Linked DNA regions of Hordeum vulgare: all the other regions are linked to region 1. A link is a contact called in public Hi-C data. All regions are on one chromosome and are shown on one strand. Each heading gives the region's core, a stretch centred on a gene start, on an enhancer-like site or on the middle of the called end of the contact. The rest is flanking DNA. Distances are from core to core; before and after follow the strand shown.

Evidence for each region. Hi-C and Micro-C count contacts between places; a contact is called where the count stands out from the background.
Region 2: a contact with region 1 is called in a Hi-C map of seedling, with 2.8 times the contacts expected there. The contact joins the promoter of LOC123440250 here to the promoter of LOC123444400 in region 1. A contact is called at or near these places in 1 of 6 Hi-C or Micro-C datasets (seedling) and 1 of 1 datasets of contacts at active chromatin or transcription factors (embryo).
Region 3: a Hi-C map of leaf shows a contact between it and region 1, with 6 times the contacts expected there. The contact joins the promoter of LOC123440249 here to the promoter of LOC123444400 in region 1. A contact is called at or near these places in 3 of 6 Hi-C or Micro-C datasets (leaf and seedling) and 1 of 1 datasets of contacts at active chromatin or transcription factors (embryo).

Annotation. Positions count from the first base shown.
Region 1 is chr3H:485,173,176-485,176,343 of MorexV3_pseudomolecules_assembly, reverse strand. LOC123444400 (integrin-linked protein kinase 1-like) reads right to left here and starts at 1,400. Exons shown (of 12, transcript XM_045121100.1): 1 at 746-1,400; 2 at 384-458; 3 at 203-298; 4 at 1-75. The coding sequence starts at 1,102. LOC123444401 (a long non-coding RNA gene) reads left to right here. Exons shown (of 4, transcript XR_006630989.1): 4 at 642-739.
Region 2 is chr3H:485,008,108-485,011,496 of MorexV3_pseudomolecules_assembly, reverse strand. It overlaps LOC123440250 (GDSL esterase/lipase At5g45670-like), which reads right to left and starts at 1,262. Exons shown (of 5, transcript XM_045116830.1): 1 at 863-1,262; 2 at 112-236. The coding sequence starts at 1,115.
Region 3 is chr3H:484,954,177-484,957,869 of MorexV3_pseudomolecules_assembly, reverse strand. LOC123440249 reads left to right here and starts at 1,350. Exons shown (of 1, transcript XM_045116829.1): 1 at 1,350-2,870. The coding sequence starts at 1,425. The coding sequence ends at 2,537.

The DNA.
Region 1 (3,168 bases), core at 151-2,650:
GTCAGTAAGTACATCATCATCCAGCTTCTTAACAGCAACTAGAATGCCCCTCCATGTTGCTTTCCGAAATGTACCCTGAGAAGGTAATGAAATTACAAGAAACAAACAAGAGATCATTTAAACAACAGTAGCATTGGAAGAGACACTTCATGTCCAGACTAGTTATTAGAGTAAAATTTGTGAGTGCTAGTTTAACACATACCTTAGCTAAATCTTTGCCATTAGTGAAGTCAAGTTCGTTTGGGTCAATCTCGTATTCAGGAACATCACGATCACTGTTAACATGCATAGGAGCAACCTTCAAAAAAAGGAAGTGAATATCTATTATATAAGAACGCTGGAACGCCCGAACATGCAAGCGTAATAAAAATACAGCATAGTACCTTATGGTTGGAGTCATGCTTCTCCAAGATCTTGATAACATCATGATTCTGGTAATGCATCGCATCTGCCAAAGGCTGCCGGATAGTAGTGCAACACACAATTAACTGAAGTGAAAGCATATACATGTATATAGTTGTTGGCAGCAAGTACTATATGTACTATAAATTGAAAAAACAAAGCCTATAGAGAATTATTATTTTTAAAACAGAAATTTAGCTCTTAACGGAGGGCATATAATGATTGATTGCTTCTCCCAGCAGATAAGACAGTAAATCGGAATCCCAATCGGAAATTTATGAGAGTTGTCAAGAAAGCAGAACAGACGGAGCAACACAAAGGCGAAAGTTTGAAGCATGCTCACCGTGCTTCCCCACTGGTCCTCGACGACGGCCTCGGCGCCGCGGTCGAGGAGCAGCTCGACGACCTCGGCGTGGCCCTCGCACGCGGAGATATGCAGCGCCGTGCGGCCGTCGGAGTCGCGGAAGTTGGGGTCGGCGCCGGCGTCTAGGAGCTCGCGTATCCCCTCCGCGTTGCCCTCGTGCGCCAGGTACATGAGCTGGAAACCCGCGACGCCGGCGGCCTCTGGCGACAGCTCAGCGCCGTTTTCATCGGCGCCGCCGCGGACGGGCGCCAGGGACGACTGCTTCCCCAGCTTAAAACGAGGGGTCGTCGCCCCCGCCGCCTCCTCCTCCGTGGGCGTGGGCGGCTTGGGCTCCATGGTCGGCGCCGGGAGATCCGATCGGAGACTTGTGGCAAAGGAATTGAATAGAGCAGGGGAGGAGGGTCCGTCGGTCCGAGGAAGGACTCGAGGGAGGGGGTTTGGGAGCGGAAGTTGAGAACTTGGATGGAAAAAGACGGCTGGGTGGCGGCTGATCTGGCAACAGCTCCACCAACTAACTAGTAATCGCCGCTTGCGGTCTCAAACGGTGGCAATACCCCGCCGAAGCGGAGGCTTGTTCTAGGCCGGCCGTGCTGGGTGGGCGTATCGTGTACGCACGCACGGTTGGTGCTTGCTCGTGAAGTTTATAGTAATTGTTCTCTGAAAAAAAAAACTCATAGTAACTGTGTTTATTTTTAATAATAAAGGATGTACTCCGTATATTGTCGGCTCAAAAAAGAGCATCCAAAGCATGCACCTGCCTTGTGTACAAAGTGTTACACACAATCAACACCAACATACATTAAAAAACACCGACAAATAACAAAGTCATATATGATCAAAATTATATGTAGGCAAGAAAAATAGAAATCTCAAAGCAGTGAGATTCACGATCGACAGACTACAATAACAAAGGTACCCGCAACAACCATTTCATGACACCACATAAATGATAAGATTTTTCGACTCCAACACCTTCAATAAAAAATGACACTCAAACATCACCGTCACCGGATCCAACCATCAAAGACAACGGTCTCATGAATCAATCTATCCCAGCATATCCAAACAATGTAAGACCTACTGTGTATATTAGAGCATCTATAGTCGGACCTTCCATATCCTCCTCAAACACCTGAAACGCTCTTTAATAGTGTACGGTCAAAAAAAGTTGACCCAACCGGATTGTCACTTTCTTCCTAAACGTCCGGACTGATCGGCATCCCTCATATCCATCTTAAATGTAGGAAAGATATGATGGCTCGCGGACGCGCCCGGTCAGTTCATCACGTAGGACGCAACACCATGGACCAACTTTTCTCTTTCTTTATTCATTCTTTTCTTTCCCTCTCTTCTTCTCCATTGATCGCGTGTAAGTAACCGGATATATGGGTAAAAAAACAAGAAGTGTGGCCGCACAGACGAAAAATAGGGGGTCAAAATAAACGCCTTCGGTTGACGTTTAGGGGGTCATATTTGCTAAGTCCGGGCTCTTACCAATGTTTTGATCTAATCCAGAAATAAATCGTGAACAACATGGACAACACTAATAACATACCGAAATATGACCAAATAGACAAGTGCTATTCTTATAACAGAAACATCTACGTAGACAACTAGTACGACGGTCAACACACCAATAAATAAGAAAGGAATAAACAAGTTATATCCTTTGGTGGACATGATGCTGACGAAGGCGATGAGGACACAAAGAAAGTAGTGGATGTAGACAAACGGTGGCGAGCAGTCGCGTAGGAGACACTCCCTAAAACCCTAAAGGCCCTTCTCCCGTACATTGTCTCGAAGAGCGGAATTCCAGATGCATGCTCTCCCGTACAATCATGCACATGGTGAACGGAGTGGGATCGCCGATGACACCATCAGCGAGCGAAACGAGAGTGAGCACTACACGTGGCGGCAAAGCAGATGTGGTGGACTAGGGTTGTCGACGCCTCCAACATATATACGCAGCCGAGTGAAGAGACGTGGGATGAACCCATGTTCGAGTCGACAAGAACCCACGATCTGACATCTCGGAATCATGGCTCGACTATCAAGGACTCTTGGTTTCTAACCGACAAAAATTAAGCGCATCTGAGCTCGGCACAATTCATTCACGAATCATGATGCGCGTGTGTGACGCGTGGTGAGGCGGGTGACAGAGGAGGAGCACGTGGGAACCACTCCTCTTCTCAAGCTCTAATAGCATGTGAAAGAGGACTCCTTACAAAGGGGATCCAAAACTTTCTCCACTAGCGAGGTGGTACTAAATTTCCCACCACCTAGTGAGGTTACCCACATCAGCCCTTATACATTTTTCTAAACTTGTTGGATGGGCCTAATACCCACCCTATATTTCAACAACAACGTAAAAAAACATCGACATTGCCAGGTATAACCTGCTC
Region 2 (3,389 bases), core at 13-2,512, 160 kb after region 1:
TGCCATGTTCGGCAGCGTTCGTGCAACGTTAATTAGCTAGGCCACGTTATTTCAACACGATCATATACATCACGTTTCTTCTGCGAAAGAAAAAAGTTTGTGAGTGCGTGCCAGTTGCTGTCCGGTCTCGTCCCTGATTCCGGCCGCGGCCGAGGCAAAGTTGACGCCGGAGAGGAGTTGATCGTTGTTTGCTCCCGCGTACGCTGGGATGTAGTCGTCGAAGCCCAGAAGCCGAGCTGAAACATACAGCAAATTAATTAAACGTGCGGGTGCTAATCCAGTTTGATGATGCATGGAATGGAAGTAGACCTATACAGGGTGGACATCTACATCACTAAACTTATCTAGCCACTAGTTCGTTGGTACGCTAGACAAAATCTGCATATATATGGTGTCATAAAGTTCAGTGAACTCCATGAGCACAAATTGAACTAGTCTTTAACGGATGATGGTGACGCGACTGCACACATGAGTACAGATGCGCAGTGGCCTTCTTTAGCCTTGCTTCCAATCTCCAGCGATCATCTGGCTCAGGCACAGTCACGGGTTGCTGCCTGTCTGGTCTGGTTCTTTTAGCTGCATCCGTCCGCGCGCTCCTTAACTAGACAATCGTGTCCACCCCTGTGCTTCATGGATTTTGCCTTTCTTTTTAGATTACCAAGATAGCATATGGACATCGTCATCACGGTAAATGAAGGGGTCTACATCATCACAACAGAATTTGGCACTTACTCTATGCATCAGAAAGACGTGTGCCGCAAATTAACACCTCGTGTACGTTCAGTCGATATGTGTGCAGTCCTAGGTGTTATTTTACAGAGGCTAAAGAAAGAAAAAGGAAAGAGCGCGGGCCGGGTCTTACAGATGGCGTCGACGGTGGTGAGGCCGTTGCTGAAGCGCCCGGTGGCTCCGCCGGGGAAGTCGATGCCGTAGGGCGGGTAGTTGGCCCGCGCCAGCGACGCGATGTCGTTGTTGTTCCCATTGTCCACCAGCGAGTCCCCGAACACGAAGTAGCACGGCACCTGCGGATCGGCGCGCGCGCTCCGCCCGGTCGCGGCGGCCACCAGAACCACCACCACCAGCCACGGCGCCACCCACGGCGAGACACGCTCCATTTCTCTCGCCGCCGCGCTTCTTAGCTAGCTAGTAGTAGCTAGCTGCTTGACTTGGAAGTTGGAAGGTTCGTGGCCAGCCGGCGGACGAGCTGGGTAGGTAGGTGGGTGGACGGAGGAAATGCGTGATCGACCGGAAGAGGCCGGCACGTTCGAGCCGTATTTATAGGGCAGCTGGTTGATGGTGGCTACCGCTAGGGCTAGATCATGTAATGGCCGGGGCGCGCGCGCTCGATCTGGAGGGACACGGTTTGCTGTAGCGCTGCAGTGGAGACGCTCCGGAAGTCGTCGGGATCGGGCTACCTCTGCATGTGCGTGCATGGTTGGAGCAGTCACGGTTGGTTAAGAGCCGCGCCGTGGGGCCGTATTGATTGGTCACCGGCCGCGCGTCGGGGTAGCGCCGTAGTACCGCGCCGGCGGCAGGCCTGGCCTGGTGCAGTTTGGGATGCAAGGACTGTGAGACGGCCGGGGGATTTGCAGGTAGCGTCGTGGCACGGACACAGTATCGGCTCGTGTTTCTCACGTCAGGCCGGGACTCAGGATGTCGGCCTGCGTGATTCCTCGTTTCCGTCCCACTGGGTGACTGTTCAAGAGGACAGCATGCATCTATGGATTGGTAAGTGGCAGTTGGTTACTTGGTTCCACTAGTAACAGTGCACGTGTGTGTACTCAAAATATGATGTAAAGGATGTAGTATCCTTGCTCGAGGTAATCAACAAGTATATATTAACATCACAAAATCAATATCAAGTCTTCAAAAAGAATGCATCAGATATGTGAATGGTGTCAACATCCTAATAATGATCGGTGCATCATATCTGGAAAACAATTTAAGACATAAGTTCAGCATAGCACATAGCACATAAAACAATTCAAGACATAAGTTCAAAACTACAATAGGGAAGCCCATGTCTCTATAAACATAAGACCATGTAATCTCACACCCTATCAACCCATGTAAAGAAAATTAATAATGGAACAAAACTTTGTTTGCTCCAGCTGCAATCGTGTAGATGTAGAAAACAAGTTGAGGAATAAACTTCAGGTTGTTAGGAATTTGAATGGTACTATGGCCACAACAACCATCTCTCATATTTTCAATAAAATCTTAGAGCAATTTGATGAAAGCGATCAAAATGAATGCCCGTGGTAAAACCCCATTGACAAATCTAACAACTCACCACCAACACAAATGCCAAGATAGCAAATTTACTAATTCCATCAAATGTTTTTTGTGCTAGCCAATCATCTAGATTTTCCTGCCAACAGTTTTCTAGAAATTAACCATGTTCTATAGAGTAAATGTTAGCTTGCGATAATGTTCTAAATGACTTGAATCCACTACATCTTTTTTTACTGCTTGAATCCTCTACATCCAAATAATGTTATGCAATATTTACTTAACATGGGCCGATGATCTCATCCCATACAGTTTTCAGTTTGTTCTACATTATGGCAAAGCTTTTTTTTTCATGTCAAGCACTGCTTTGGTACAAACAAATATCACTTCACTCCCATATTCATTCATAGATTAAGCGTAGTCAGTTTATCACTTGTCATGAACTCATTTTGGCTTATATACAATGATCTAATCACAATTATACATATGTTCTAACAATCACTCATGCTTCCTTCAGTGTAGCATCCCTCCAATGTTGCCAACACAGCAATACATAGTCTAGAATAAGAGAACAAATGTGTATGTATGACTTTTCAACCATCAATCAACACTCAAACTATCTTTTTAAGTATTACTAATTGCACAGGGGTCATCATGTTGATTTAAAACAACCTTAAAATTACATGCAAGCCATCATTTAAACCATCTTGAAATTATCTACAAGCAAGAAATACAACCAACTAAATCAATATCAAGAAAGATAAGGGAAAAATGTAAACTATGACCTCGAACATCCGGATGTGGATCCTATGGAGTTTTATGCACCCAACACATGTTGGCTTGTATAGCGAAACAGACCTAGCAGACAAACAAGAAGTTCAGTATGATAGACCATGCTACCTTGTTGAGAAATCATGAAAAAAAACTTGAAACCCCCACAATAAGCATGATGCACAATGAACGTACGGCTTGATATCTTTATCAACATCTCTTCAGTGGCACTACAAAATAAATCATTATCTCAAAACTGTTAAGACCAAGATATTTGATGCTTAAAAATTAATAGATCAAAAATAAAATGAGTTAAAAGAAGACTAACCTCATGTCATAGATGCATTTTTTTATGCCTACTACCATTGTATACACATAACAATAAA
Region 3 (3,693 bases), core at 101-2,600, 220 kb after region 1:
ATTATATGAACTTTTTTTCAATTTATAAGGACCAACACACCCTACATGGGCCGATCCACGGAAAGGAGCATGGCGTAGCTAGTTGGCCACCATTATGGCGATGCTTAATGTGTTTGAATGTGTTTGGTGAGGGGCCTCAGTGGCAGAGGACGGGCAAAAATTGAGGTAGGGCGCCCTTTGGTCACTCGCCACCGACAACGCCACTGTGCCGAAGCGTCGCCTTGCACGCAATCTCCACCAACAAAATTAAGGTAGGGCGGCCGCCATGCCTTGCCGTACCGGGTCCTCCGCCACCGAGGGGCCTCTACCGAGTCACACAAACGTAGCTTGTTTAGAATGACTATACCTTGCCATGCAATCTCCAACTTTATTTTGTGACCTATGAAGTTTCTACGGAACAAAAACCCTATCAATCATTAGAGCTTTAATTTCAGCCACTAACTAAGCATACACCGGACGATCTCATTATAATGTGAAAATACAAGATAAGGCAGCTGAAGATTCTGACTGAACAAACACTGAAAGCTCTGTATGCTGTGTAGCAAGCGTCATACCAATGAACAACGCGTGTATCTCAATCTCTAGAGCTTCACTGCAATTAAATATATATCGATAAGCTGCAAAGACGACCGAGCAGTCAGGATGGCCAATGGTGTGATCTAGTTCTTGAAACAAAAAAGGCTCATGTCAATCTAAGTTGCTGCTTTACTTTTCATTTATGATTTTTTTTCTCTAGGCAGTTATTGTAATTGGTTATTTCGTTTTGGTTTATTTATGCTGGTCCGACTCTCACTACGAAGGGTTTTTTTCATTCATATATTGTGTTGGACCAAGGTTAAGGACGATATTTGTTCTAAGAGGAGGGTGGATTTATCAGGTGTTTGGTTTTGGATCAAACTCTGTAGCAACCGGCGGTCGTTTAACATAGAAATTTAATTCGCGTTGAAATCATAGAATTGCAGATATAAAGCTCACATGGATCGGCTCATGAAGCTCTCGCTCACCCAGTTTGGCTCCATGCTTCGCTCGCTCGCTTAGCTTTTCTTTCAACTCACTCTACTGCTAGCTCAGAACAAAGACTATCAATTTTTTTAAGAAGTTTACTTATTTTTAAAATTCCTGAACTTTTATTTTTACACGTTTTAAAAAATAATTTAATAAATATTCACGAATTTGAGAAAATTTAAACATTCAAAAAAGTCGCAAATTTAGAAAATACTTCTAACATTTAAAAAAGCACAACTCAATAGATCTGTTATAGGAAGCGAACTAAAAAATCAAGGCCTCAACCGAATGCAGCCCATGTCCGGCCTGTTCACTAGCCCTCAGATATTCAGCCCATCACTCTGCCGGTCTCCTCGAAGCTGCGGGTGCCCGGAAATGGCAACCGAAAGCCATTGACGAGATCTCATCCCCTTCGTGTCATGTCACTCGTGCCCAACTCCTCCCCATCACCACTCCCCTCGGCCAGCCAGATGGCTGGCACTACTCGCCGGCAGAGCAAGCCGCCGCCGCCGTCTCACGGTGCAAAGCGGTTAGCACTCCGCCTGACCACCCCCCTCGCGTCGCTGGCCCTCCTGCTATGCGCGGCCGCCGGCGTCTTCCTCTACTCCAAAACCTCCCCGGCGTCCCAAATCGGCAGCCTCTCAAAGGAATCCAGTACGGCATCGCCGGCGCCCTCGTCCCCGACGGTGGGGCACATCGAGGGCGCGCGCGCCATCTGGGAGCTCCCCGCGGCGCCGGCCAGGGGGGTCCTCTTCGTAGCCCACGGCTGCCACTGCCGCCCGGAGAACTTCTGGCCGCCGTCCCAGCACTGCCCCGGCTGCGTTGGGCTGCCGGAGGACGTCGCCATCACGGCCCGCGCGCTACGGAGGCGGTTCGCGGTGCTGGCAGTGGCGAGCGCCGGGGACTGCTGGTCGCTGGGGAAGGAGGTGGGTGCGGCCAAGCGGGCGATCCAATCTTGGACCGCCAAGAACGGCCTTGGAGACCTTCCAGTGGTCGCCCTCGGCGCGTCGTCCGGTGGGTACTTCGTCTCCCGGCTTGCGGCCAAGATGAGCCTCACCGCCGTCGTGATGATGATCTCTGAGGGCGCGTTCGACCTGGCGGGAGCGCCGCCGGGCTATCCGCCGTCGATGTTCCTCCACATGCCGAAGGACCGTAAGAGGGCCGCGCTGGTGGGAAGGAATGTGAAGATGCTGAGGAGCAATGGCGTTGAGGTGATGGAGCTTCAGAGCCTGGAGCTTCCTCTGACGCCGACGCTTCTGTCAGATAGGATAGCAGGGCTTGATCATGGGTTGTCTGAAAGGATTTGGAAGGTTTTCAGTGAGGAAGGATTCGTTGATGAGAGGGGGTACATGAGGAAGGATGGCCGGACAACTCCATGGAAGGATGCAGTGGTGAAGAGCGGGTTCTGGGAGGAGGTATCCCAGTGGGCTGATCACATCCAGGAGGAGCTGAATCTTGCTTATGGGTACCATGAGATGACAAGCTTGCAAACTGATGAGATGTTCAATTGGATTGAGGAGCACCTCAGCTGAGTTTTTTTGTTGCTGCTTGATCAATTGTTCGTCATTGTCTAGCATATGGGCTTACGACGAAATGGTGCCTGTAGTTACGTGGCAGAAGAAGAAACTGATGGTGGTCGTTGAAATTGGAGAGGAAGCTGTGGAGTGTAGCTCTGGGAATTCATCTAACGTGAGTCGACACTGAACGAGGGAACATACAGGCATAATGTTAAGTAACAAACTGACTTGATGTGAGTATGTATGTTTCCTTTATTTGGCTGTTGTGCAGATGGAGGGGCAAGCTTATTAACATGGATAGTTTAGTCGGTTTTTCTCTGATCTATAAGCAGGCTATGTCTTTATCTACATGAATGTTGTGTTCTTAATTAGCCAACATTGCGTGAATGTTGTGTTCTTAATTAGCCAACATTGCGTGAATGTTGTTGTTTGTTTCGTTGAACCATTGCACTCTGAAGCTGAATCGTTGTTTTAGTTGGGTTGATGATGAGCCTGGCCATGGTTCAGTTACTGGCTAGTGGGTGTAGTAAAAGTTCTTGGTCAGGAGACCTAAGCTCGATATCTTTAAGTGAGCACAAAATCTAATATTTTTACCTTTCAGACTTGATGTTTACCCTCTGACGTTACGCGCATTTACTATTACCTCCAAGTAGACTTGCATTGGTCACCTATTCCGTTCTCCGTCACTCATTTTGCTACAACTAAGACAAGATATATGCAACCTTTGGAATCTTCTCTGGTTTTGTTAATTGTGACTTTGTGAGTGAGGATATAGCCCAAATGTTAATAATAATGTTTTGTTAATTTGTTGATTAAGCTTCATTTGAGCTGGTTGTGGTATGTTGAGACTTATGGACAATTAATTTTGGGGTATTCTGTTTTTATCGCTTGTGATTGCAATGCCGTGGTTTTTGAGCCAACCGAAATCATCACGTTTTTTTCCGCCACCAAGAGTGCTTTTGGTCACAATCCAGTTGGGGGTTTGTTTGATGACTTAAAAGCAGAGTTTTGATCATCACCAAGAGTGGTTCTTTGCTGAAGGCCTAAGTGGTAACCAGAAGAATGAGAACACTGTAGCTTCAAATGAGGTGGAGGCGTGGAGCTCAACTCCCTCGTCGTTCTCTGCCTGTGCTTCATTTGGACAGAGCGCAACAAACAAGTTTCTGATAAT